2 separate regions of the Macaca mulatta genome follow, and region 1 is linked to region 2. The links are chromatin contacts, called in public Hi-C maps. All regions are on one chromosome and are shown on one strand. The core of a region is the stretch at or near the end of the contact, and the rest is flanking DNA. Distances in the headings are between cores, read along the strand shown. Region 1 holds the start of OSR1 (odd-skipped related transcription factor 1). Region 2 has its middle 35 kb from the start of TTC32.

The links. A called contact is a pair of places that touch in the nucleus more often than the background predicts.
Region 1: a Hi-C map of cortical neurons shows a contact between it and region 2, with 5 times the contacts expected there. The contact joins the promoter of OSR1 here to the enhancer-like site in region 2. A contact is called at or near these places in 6 of 14 Hi-C or Micro-C datasets (blood, cortical neurons, fetal cortex germinal zone and 3 more).

What each region holds. Positions count from the first base shown.
Region 1 is chr13:105,682,971-105,688,181 of T2T-MMU8v2.0, forward strand. OSR1 (odd-skipped related transcription factor 1) reads left to right here and starts at 2,044. Exons shown (of 3, transcript XM_077960108.1): 1 at 2,044-2,245.
Region 2 is chr13:105,166,725-105,171,769 of T2T-MMU8v2.0, forward strand. No RefSeq gene overlaps it. Among named protein-coding and RNA genes, the nearest start is that of TTC32, 35 kb to the left of the region's middle. Within about 2 kb of position 3,482, at least 16 of the 40 cell types and tissues checked have an H3K27ac peak or open chromatin away from gene starts, as enhancers often do. A contact at or near this core is called in cortical neurons, where this site is marked.

The DNA.
Region 1 (5,211 bases), core at 794-3,293, 510 kb after region 2:
GAGGCTGTGCATTGTCAGCGACCTAGGAGACACTTCTCTGAAGCCAGGCTTCTGAAACAGGTGAGCCCTTGTGGAGGGCCATCCTCACCAGCGCTCAGGTACACGCTGGCCTTGTCCTGTTCTGGTCTTGCTGACCAGCTCCAGGCAGAGGTGGTCATGATTCCTCTGGGAGGCATAGCCTGGGGGACCAACACCAACCTTGCTTCCAACACCCTGCTCTACATCCACTGAGGTCTAGAGACCTCTACATCCACTGAAGTCTAGAGACCTGAGTCAGGATCAGTTTTCAAGATAATCTGTCAAAGCAGTGGTGAAACAATTCGGTTGCGCGTTTCTTCTTTAAGATCAGGGACACTTTCTCTCCAAGAGCTCTTTAGGGATCCTACTACTTAGAGCTTTCTGGAAGTCCTGAGGCATATTGGCCAAGAGCCCTGTTTTAGAAGAGAAAGACAAAGAGAAACATAAAAAAAGCCCGGTTGAGCTGTGAGGGGTGCATAGCAGAAGATTAGGTATTTACACCCCAGGAGGTTCCATCCCATCTGAATGACCAGCCACTGTTCCTAAGTGATCTGCACAGCCAGAGGCCCTATTGTATGGGCATTTTTTTTTCCTTCTTAACTTTTGCTGCTGGTAGTGGAGGTTACCCAAGCTTTGCTTATTTGGAGAGCCTGAGGCTGGAACAAGCACACTCCCTGTGCCCCAAGTGGAAGCCAGCAAAGTTCAACATTGGCCTTTGTAGACTTGCCCTCCAGGCCTTTCCTTGCTCTTGAAGCTTGCTGTTCTGGAATCTCTAGGAAGGAGGTGTGATCTCAGTTCCCTTCTCTTCCAAGGGTTCTCACTCTAGCAAGAATGTCACTGCATCCTAGCAACTGCTAAGATTCCAGGAACACGGACAAACTTATGTGAATCTCTTACTTCTGCACTGACCTAAGGCACTGGGTAAGAGGGTTCGCTGCAGCAAATATTGCACCCTCTCTTACTCCTCCTCAAACAAGACAAAGTTACCCAGGAGTTGGAAGCTAGATTCTGTTCTAAAGGCCTAGGGATATAAGCAAACCCTCATCCAACTATGCCTTTGGGGGAGGGGAGTCTTCATGACCATCTCCCTAGGTCAGGTATTACAACCTTCTTCACCTCCCAAGAAAATCAGATTTGCAAACCAAAGCTGGAGATAGCAGAAACTCCTTGGGAGAGAGGCAGTACCAATACTTAGGGACCTATGGAAGCTAGAATCCAGCTCCAAGGGTCACTCAGCAGCAACGCTGGGGCGAAGGCAGAGAGTGCAGTTGTGTGATCTGGACCCACTCAAGTCTTGGGAAACCAGAGACGCCTCCTGTGCCAAACCCAAGGCCTGGAAGGGTATTCCAGAAAGGCATTAGGCAGGGATTGGGCTGGGGTCAGCCGGAGGTCAGCTTTCAGAGATGAGTAGCCAAGGGGGTGTTGGTACCCTCCATAAAGCCTAGGCAATGAAGACAGAATTTTTAATGTCTAGACTCTGATTCCTTTCCGATTAAGGACTCCACCTGAACCAGCTCCTTGACTCAGAAGCCCTGGAACTGACAACTTTGCAACTCGGCTGGCTTGCCAGTGCAGCTCTCTAAACTCCGATCCATCCTAAAACAAATATGTGAGTAGAGAGTGCCACTGTGTATTAGGGTGAAATCTCAGAGAATTCTGGGCCCCAGGAAAATAACTTTCCTGACCTTTCACTACTCTTTATTCTTTCTACTGGACTCCAGGACTTAGGGTCTGGGGTCAGCCATAAGCACTCGGACGTTACAGCTCGCTTGCTTCGGTGACCCTGGCCCTCCCGCACCAGAAATTAACCAGCGCTGCCTGGGTTAACACCCTGGCCCCCAGCACGCTTGGATGTGCAGGAGCTGCTCCACACTCGGGGTCTGCTGCCTCTGGAAAGAGATTCTGGGAGGAAGGCGACTCTGTCAGGCGCCAAAGTGCATTGAAACCCAAGCCGCGGTGTGAGGATCCCGGTGCACAGAGCTACAGCCCCTCCCTCCCTCTCTTCTCCCAGAGAGCACGGGCTGTGTCCTAGGAGTCCAAGTATAGGACCTCGAAACGTGCGGTGCCAGCCCGCTCTCATCTGCTAGGGACCGTTTCCTCCAGCGCGCCAGGCGTGCCCCTCTGGACCTAAAAAGGCAGAAGGGGTCGCGTGGGACTGAAGAGGAGGGGACGCAGGTTGGGAGAGGCCGGGTCCAAGCGAGTGCAGCTGCCAAAGTCTGCTGCCCGGGTCAGCAAAAACTTTGTCTTTCATTGCGCAGGCGCATGGCAGGGTTGGGGGGCAGGGGAGGGAGGAGAGGAATCCTGAGGCAAGGGGCGGGGGTGAGGGTGGTGGAGGAGGGAGGGTGGTGGATTAAAATAAGTAGGCGGCTCGGTGCTAAGGGATGAGTGAGTCGGAGCTCGGCCTCTCCCCGGCACGTTCTCAGCTGCTCCTGGTTCAGACCCAGCGAGGGAGCTGCGAGCGAGGCTCACCATCCCGGGCGGGCAGGACCCGGGGCTGCTGAGCGCTCGCTCCCGCGTGTCCGACGCTTAGAGTCCCCGCGGCAGGAGAGGAGTAGGGACTCTAGAGCTCCAGGGGCGCCTGTGGGCTCCAGCGCCTCCGGCTTCCCCAGTTCCCTTCTGCTAAAGCCCCAGAGACGTGCTCAGCCCCGGGACCTCTGCGGAACAAGGTAATTGCAGTCCTGGGCGCCCGGGCTCAGCAAGGCGAATGCGGGCAGGACTCCCAGGTTCCTTGTCACTGCGCGGCGGGTGTCTCCTCTCTCTCAATGCCCCCAAGGAAGCTCTTGACAGATGAATGCTGCAGGACTTTTGTGAAAGTGAGAGCAGGGTGGTTGGGGGTGCTGGCTCAGGACTTCCCGCGCGGGGTCCTCGGTCTCTGACCGCCGGGGATTGAGGGGGCGGGCCTCAGCTACTGCCGCCAGCCCGCCCGGCTGTGCGGAATCCCGGGCGAGGTGCCCACGGACTTTGAAAGTCAATATGCGGGCCCCCTTTAAGAAACCAGAGCAACTTCAGCGGGCACAAACTTTCCCGAGACGCGCTCCTATCTCTGGCTGACGCCTCGGCTGACGAAGAAGGAAGGGAGAGGGAGTGAATGGCCACAGCCGCAGCCGACCGCGCCAGGGACAGGTGCATGCCCCAGCCCGGTAGCGCTTTCGTTCAAGTTTGTCTTTTGAGGAGTTGCGCTCTGGTATGAGGCCGACTAGACCCGAGAGCGCAGGGCCGCGAGTCTGAACCCCGCCTGGCACTTGCGCTCTGACTTAGGGATATTCTCCATAGGATGATTGCTCTGTGTCGTCAAGGCCTGGAGCGGAACCCTTGATTGTCCTGGTGCAGGGAGGCAATGCTGTGGGGCGCAAGGACTGCTTTCCACTTCGAGACTCAAACACAGCACTAGTGGAAACTCTGTGGAGCCGCAGTGTCTCCGGGCTGGGAACTGGAAAAGTTGTTACTCCCCTGACTGTCAGCTAATCCAGCCGTCAGGATAGAAAGAACGGGAAAGGGGTGAGGGCCTGCCTCCTGAACTAATTTCTCCTCCGAAATGTCTCGGATAAGAATGAAAAACCACGTTTAGTCCTTTTGCAGCAGCTCAGGCAGTAGCGGGTTGGGCTCTCAGTGTGTAAAGTAGCCGCGAGGGTTTCTTTGTTGCCACAATTTGGTAAATTTCACCCAGGCTAAGAGCTGCGCATTGGCTCTGGGGAACAAAACCACGTGCAAGGCTAGGTGTCCCAGCTTCACAGCCCCCTAGGGAAGAGAAGGGCTGGAGGGGACTAGCAGCGACTGGCGGCGGGTAGATGTTCCATCCCAGGCTCCTCGAGGTAACTGCTGTTTTATTAAGATTGGGGAATGGATCGCCGAGGACGCAGAGGACATTTAAGTGCAGCCGGATGGCCGCCTTACCGATGGGTTCGTTAGATCTCGTTTGTTGGGAGAATGCTACAGAAGTATCCGGTGCGGTCAGTCCTCTTCACAGGGGTCCGGACGCCTGTCACCACTCATTGGAGATTCGATGTCAAGGCTGATTTTCTTGGGTTTCTTCTGGGCTCCCCCAGGCGCAAGCTCGTGGAGTTCGCTCCCATCCTCATTAATGCAAGCAGTTAACTTGCTCACGCTCAATTAGCCCCAAATAAACCACTTTAATAGACTCTGCACACTTCATTAATGCCCGGCATAGGACTGGCGGCAGACCTGGGATTGGCGCTCCACCGCGCGAGGAGCGCGAGTGCCCGCACTGCGCAGGGACCCGGGATCCCGTGCGCGAATTGCCTCTGCTGTGCGTGGTCGGGTCCCCTTATTCTTTCCCCCAGGTCCCGAGGCCCAAGCTGTTTGAGGAATGGATGCTTAGCCCGGGGAAGGGTTTTCCATACTGTGTTTAAAGATCGAAAGTATTTGCCCCGGGGTTCCGGAGCCCGAGGGGTCGGGGGCTCGCTCATCCTTTCTGACTGGAGGGGCTAGGGTGAGACTGTTTTTCTGTTAGCTGACCTCCTGAAACCGGATCGTGCTTTCGGCCCATTCTTGATACTAGTGTAAAGAGCCACGTTTCGAACGAATTTCGTCCAGGGGAAAGTACTTGGCGGGAGCCTGGGGAGCCTGGCTTCCGAATGATTCAGAAAACAAGGAACGGGCTGGGCCGCGGAAGAAAATAAATGTAGCGTTGGGGAAAACAAGATCGGGCAGATAGCCCGGAAAGGTTGGCTCCCAGGAACCATTATAGCTGCAAGCATTCCCCCTTCCCGGCACCCCCTACGGAGCCCAAGACGGCTCCGGTCTTGGCTCCCAGGAAGAAGGCGAGGAAAGGCCTAGCGAGGTTGGTGGTTTCTCCCACCCAGGCACGCAGCGGGTTCGGACTAGTGTGCAGCCCAGAGTCCCACAGCCACGGCCGCTGGCTTGGCCTTGGATAAGCCAAGCACCCAGAGGAGCAGGAGGAGGCCTTCGCGGCGCCCATTGGGCTCTGGGACCCAGAGATGAGGATCTGATTTCCAGCGCCTGGAAGGGAAGAATAGGTGACAGCAATTCAAAGAGCCCTCATCTCCCCTAAGTCCAGACCGACCTTTGAAGTTAGCGAGGCTTCTCCTCCTTCCCCTTCCCCTTCCCCAACCCAAACGGGTCCCAGCTTCCTCTCTGGCCCAATTTGAATTTTATTTCTCCTTGTGTCCGAGCTCTGGGATAGTCTCAGTTTGTCCCGGGCACGACCCGAAC
Region 2 (5,045 bases), core at 2,232-4,731:
CTGTGCCACTTATTAACCTTGTGCTCTCAAATGAGTTACATGTGGGCCTCCCAACAGTCTGAATAGCATCCTGTTGCTGCAGCTCCATGGTCTCTGCTTTGCGCCCTTGAGTTGTTGAGATCTGCAGACTGGTTTTACTCCATGGATGCTTTACAAGTGTTGCCTCTTTAGGGGTAGTGGCTACATGAACAGAAATTGTACCATACTTTCATTTCTATTTGGTTGCTACTTCTCTTGATGCTTTAACTGTTACTTATACCCATAAATTAGCTGGAGGGATTTGGGACACACCACCCTACAACATGAAGCCTGTAGAAACTGAGTTCTTGGACAGGACAAGAAAAGACATGATTTCGTTTCTTTTTTGAGACACAGTCTCACTCTGTTGCCCAGGCTGGAGTGTAGTGGTACAATCTTGGCTCACTGCAGCCTCTGCCTCCCAGGTTCAAGCAATTCTCCTGCTTCAGCCTCCTGAGTAGCTGGGATTACAGGCAGGCACCACCATGCCCAGCTGATTTTTGCATTTATAGTAGAGACGGGGTTTCACTGTGTTGGCCAGGGTGGTCTCGAACTCCTAATCTCAGGTGATTCGCCCACCTCAGCCTCTCAAAGTGCTGGAATTACAGGCGTGAGCCACTGTGCCCGGCCAAGGCATGGATTTCTAAGTGCTGTATATCTGGGTATGGTCTCATTTAAGAATTCTGCAAAAAGATCTAGTGCTAGCTTGTCCACTGATAGACACTAGCACATGCAACTACTGAACGCTTGAAGTGTCACGAGTGTTACTGAGGAAATGAATTTCTCATTTGAATTCATTTAAAATAAAAAATACTGGCTGGGTACAGTGGCTCACACCTACAATCTCAGCACTTTGGAAGGCCCAGGTGGGAGGATCACTTGAGTCCAGGAGTTCAAGATCAACCTGGATAACATCGTGAGACCTCATGTCTACAAAAAATAGAAAAAAATTAGCTGGGGATGGTGGTGCACGCCTGTGGTCCCAGCTACTCAGGAAGCTGAGGTGGGAGGATTGCTTGAGCCTGGGAAGTCAAGGCTGCAGTGAGCTATGATCTCACCACTGCACTCCAGCCTGGGTGACAGAGCAACACCCTATCTCCAACAACAACAACAATAACAACAACAAACCCAACGCCAACAATTCAGTTACTAAAAAATTTTGAGGTAGGGCCGTGGAGTGGGTGAAGTGAACTCACACTTCATGTGAGCACTTTGTTTGGAACAACGAATTCACGTTTAACATATGCGAATCTGCCACTGCAAAATTTATGAAATCTAAATACAGATAAAGTATTTTCGATGAAAATTTAGCACCCAAATTGAGATGAGTAAGTGTTAAAGATATACCAGATTTTGAAGAGTTGGTATAAATAAAATAATGTAAAGTACCTCTAACATTTTCATATTGTGTCAAGATGATAATATTTTGGATATACTGGGTCAAATAAAATAATATTAAACAATTTCACCTGCTTCTACCATTTACTTGCTCTGTGGTTTTGGGCAATTCCCCTCCAGTCTCCAGGCCTCTGTTTCTCCTTATCTAAAGTCACTGAGTGGAAAGGTCCTTTGGGCTCATCTCAGGCTGTGGCTGAGGGAGGATGAGGACACTTAGTGGGAGGGGTAGTTCTCCAGCCATACTGTAAGGCTGGGTCTTGGGAGGCCACAGCCCCTAGCACAACAGGAATGCCCACCCCTACCCCTAGCAGGAGGGTTCATCTTCCCAGGGCTTGAAAGTAAGATTTACTTGACACACACTGCCTAAGAAGTGGCTCTGAGCTTGGTCTGTTGGTTCTGTCCAAGGCACTAACAACCACATCCTTTTAGCTTCTTGAGCCCTTCCTTCCTCTCCACTGAGTGCTTCTGAGCTGGGCGGGGCTAGGACCTGCCCTATCCTCTGTCCCTGGACTCCAGGGCTCTGCCTTGGACCTGCCTGAGTAAGGGAGCAAGTAGAGGGGCCTGCCCTGCTCTTCTCTGGGCTTTCCCAGTCTTCTCCAGGCAGCTGGAGGGTGGGGATGAGGGCAACAGGGGACAGGAGCTTCTAGGATGGATACTTGGGGTTCCAGGCTGGAGAATTGTGCTGGGTTGGGAGGATCAGTGTGAACTTGATCCTGAGGCAGTCAGCGAGGGGCCCTGGGCAGCTTGCGTGTGTATGTGTTGGGGTGCGGCTGTGATCAGGGCTGTGTGAGATGAACGGCACAGGCTCTGCAGAACAGCAGAGGCGGGAGATGTCTCTGATCTTGATCACTTAATTCCACATACCTGGGGCTGCCTGAGATATGGTGCAGCTGTTTTCTGTGGTGCTGCTATGCAGACCAAGCTACAGAAGAGCCTGCCACCACTGAGTACCTGTTATGGGAAAGGTTCCACGAAGCGAGCTTTACCCACCTGCCATCATTGAATCTCCGTGGTAACCCAAGAGAGGAAAGGCCCCATAGAGAAATGCCCAAGGCTGCAGAGCTGGGAGGGGCAGAGATCGGATTTGAACCCAGCTCTGTCTGATATCAAGGCTCGGGGTCTTGAAGACAAGTTGCTCACCCAGGATGCGGTGGCTCACGCCTGTAATCCCAGCACTTGGGAGGCCCCAGGCGGGTGGATCACTTGAGGCCAGGAGTTTGTGACCAATCTGGCTAACATGATGAAATCCCCTCTCTATTAAAAATACAAAAATTAGCCTGGTGTGGTGGCACGCACCTGTAATCCCAGCTACTCGGGAGGCTGAGGCAAGAGAATCGTTGGAACCTGGGAGGCAGAGGCTGCAGTGAGCCGAGATCGCGCCATTGCACTACAGCGCGGGCGACAGAGTGAGACTACATCTCAAAAAAACAAAACCAAACTACACACACACAAAACACAAACAAAAAACAAGTTGCTCACCCTTAGCTGCACATGTCCTCAGAAGTGGTTCGCTATAACCCCAGTGTCCCTGGCTTCAGGGATGGGAATCGGGGAGGGGTGGGGCTTGTCCAGGTCCTGGAGCAGAGCCAGGCCTGGAGCCCAGGTGGCGCTGAGTTCGCTCTGCCCCTGACGCCAGTCCCTGGACCCTGCGGTGTGTGTTCCCAGGGCGGGCAAGAAGGCCCTTAGAGGGTGAGTCAGGCTGTCCGCAGGCGGCCTGAGGGGTCTGAAAGGGAGGGGCCAAGCGGCCTAGCTCATGCGCGGTTTGCTCTTTAAACAGCTGCGCAGGTCGTCAGATGGCCTGTGAAGCTGGAGGAGGCCTTGCTGTCCCTCCTGGGACCGGGAGTCTCAACTTGCAGTCCAGAGGACATGGGACTCAAATCGGACTCGGCCACCTCCTCCTGGCCTGAGGCTGGCGGATCAGGCGCTGCTGCCACCCACCTTTGGGTTCGAGCAGGTCATTTTCCACATGGCCACTGGGTGTCGCCCTCGCTCCACGAGTGGGCCGCCCTCGCCTCCGTCCCTGGCTCCTTGAGCGCCTATTGCGTGCTGGCCTGTTCCGCGCGGGGAGGTGGCCCCTTGGCCAGGCTCTGTTCTGAAGGCAGACGGGCCTGACTCAGCCGGAGATGGTGCTGTTGCTCCCTGTAAATGAAAGCTGTTTGCAGACAACAGCAGGATGTATCCAGACTGTGTAAGAGCATGCTTTCCTGTGGATGATATGGTTTCGCCCTGTGTCTCCACCCAAATCTCATGTTGAATTTTAATCCTCATGTGTCAGGGAAGGACCTGGTGGGAAGTGATTGGATCAGGAGGGCGGTTCCCCGCTGCTGTTTGTTCTCGTGATAGTGAGTGAGTTCTCACGAGATCTGATGGTTTAAAAGTGTTTGGCACATTCCCCCGTCTCTTCCTCTTACCTGCCACCATGTGAAGTGAGGCTGCCTCGCTTTCCCCTTCCGCCATGATTGTAAATTTCCTGAGGCCTCCCAGCCATGCGGCAACTGTGAGTCAATTAAACCTACTTTACTTACAAATTACCCAGTCTCGGGCAGTTCTTTATAGCAGTGTGAAAAGAGACTAATATAGTGGAGGTCTCGGCTATGTGGTCTTGGAGGCTTACCTGTTTAAGGAGCCTCCAGGTCTCTTGGTGTCAGCTATTACTTTTGTGCCCTAGCTCTCCCTCCCTGGGGCTTGGGAGTGCTGATAACGAGGCCCTATGCCTTATCCAGCAGGGATTGAAGAGCCGCTGAGGTCTAGTCACGTGAGCATTGCTGAGCACCGTGGAAAAACCACCGCCCATGGGCCCGCGCCTCACAGGTGCAGGGAGTCCTCACTGGACCATCTGAATGTGCTGGGAGGCAGGTGGAAGAGACCATCAGCCACCATCCCCGGGCCATCCACGCCACAGGTGAGTCAGCTGAGGCCACACAGGACAATGACTTGCTCAAGGGTTACTCAGCTGATTGGGGCTTTCTCCTCTGCCTCAGTTTCACCCCAGAAAAGGTGCTGATCACAGGCTAAGTCGTGATATCCCCAAATTCACATGTTGATGTTCTAACCTCCAATAACTCAGAATGTGATGAAATAAGGAAATAAAAAATTTCAAATAAGGAAATACAGTGGTTGAAGACACAGTTAGTTAAGGCAAGGTCATAGTGAAGTCAGGTGGGCCCCTAATCCAATGTGACAGGTGTCCTTGTAAAGCGGGGACATTGGACACACCAGGGAGGCAAGAGGCCATGCACATCTGCTGTTTAAGCTGCTCCGTCTGTGTGGCATTGTTGTGGCAGCCCCAGCAAGCAAATCCAGTGCCCAAACCTGGGGGACTGCTCCCGCCCCTGGACTCTGCCCTCTTGAGCCTCCCACTATGACCCCTAGCTTTTGTCTCCTTACTTGGCCCTCTGGCTGAACAACTCCTCTTTCTCTTCCCGCTGCTTCCAAACCTCGTATTGTGCTCTGTGTTCCAAAATGACCCAGCCCGCATCACTTCCCAAACAAATCTATTTTTTCAGAAAGTTGAATTCTAGCAGAAGGCAGCAGGAAAGCAGCCTGATCAAGCTGATTCACACTAAGGGTGAGTGACTAACACATGGGTAGTGTGATTCCAGGGAATGGCCTCACTTAGCTCTTCCAGG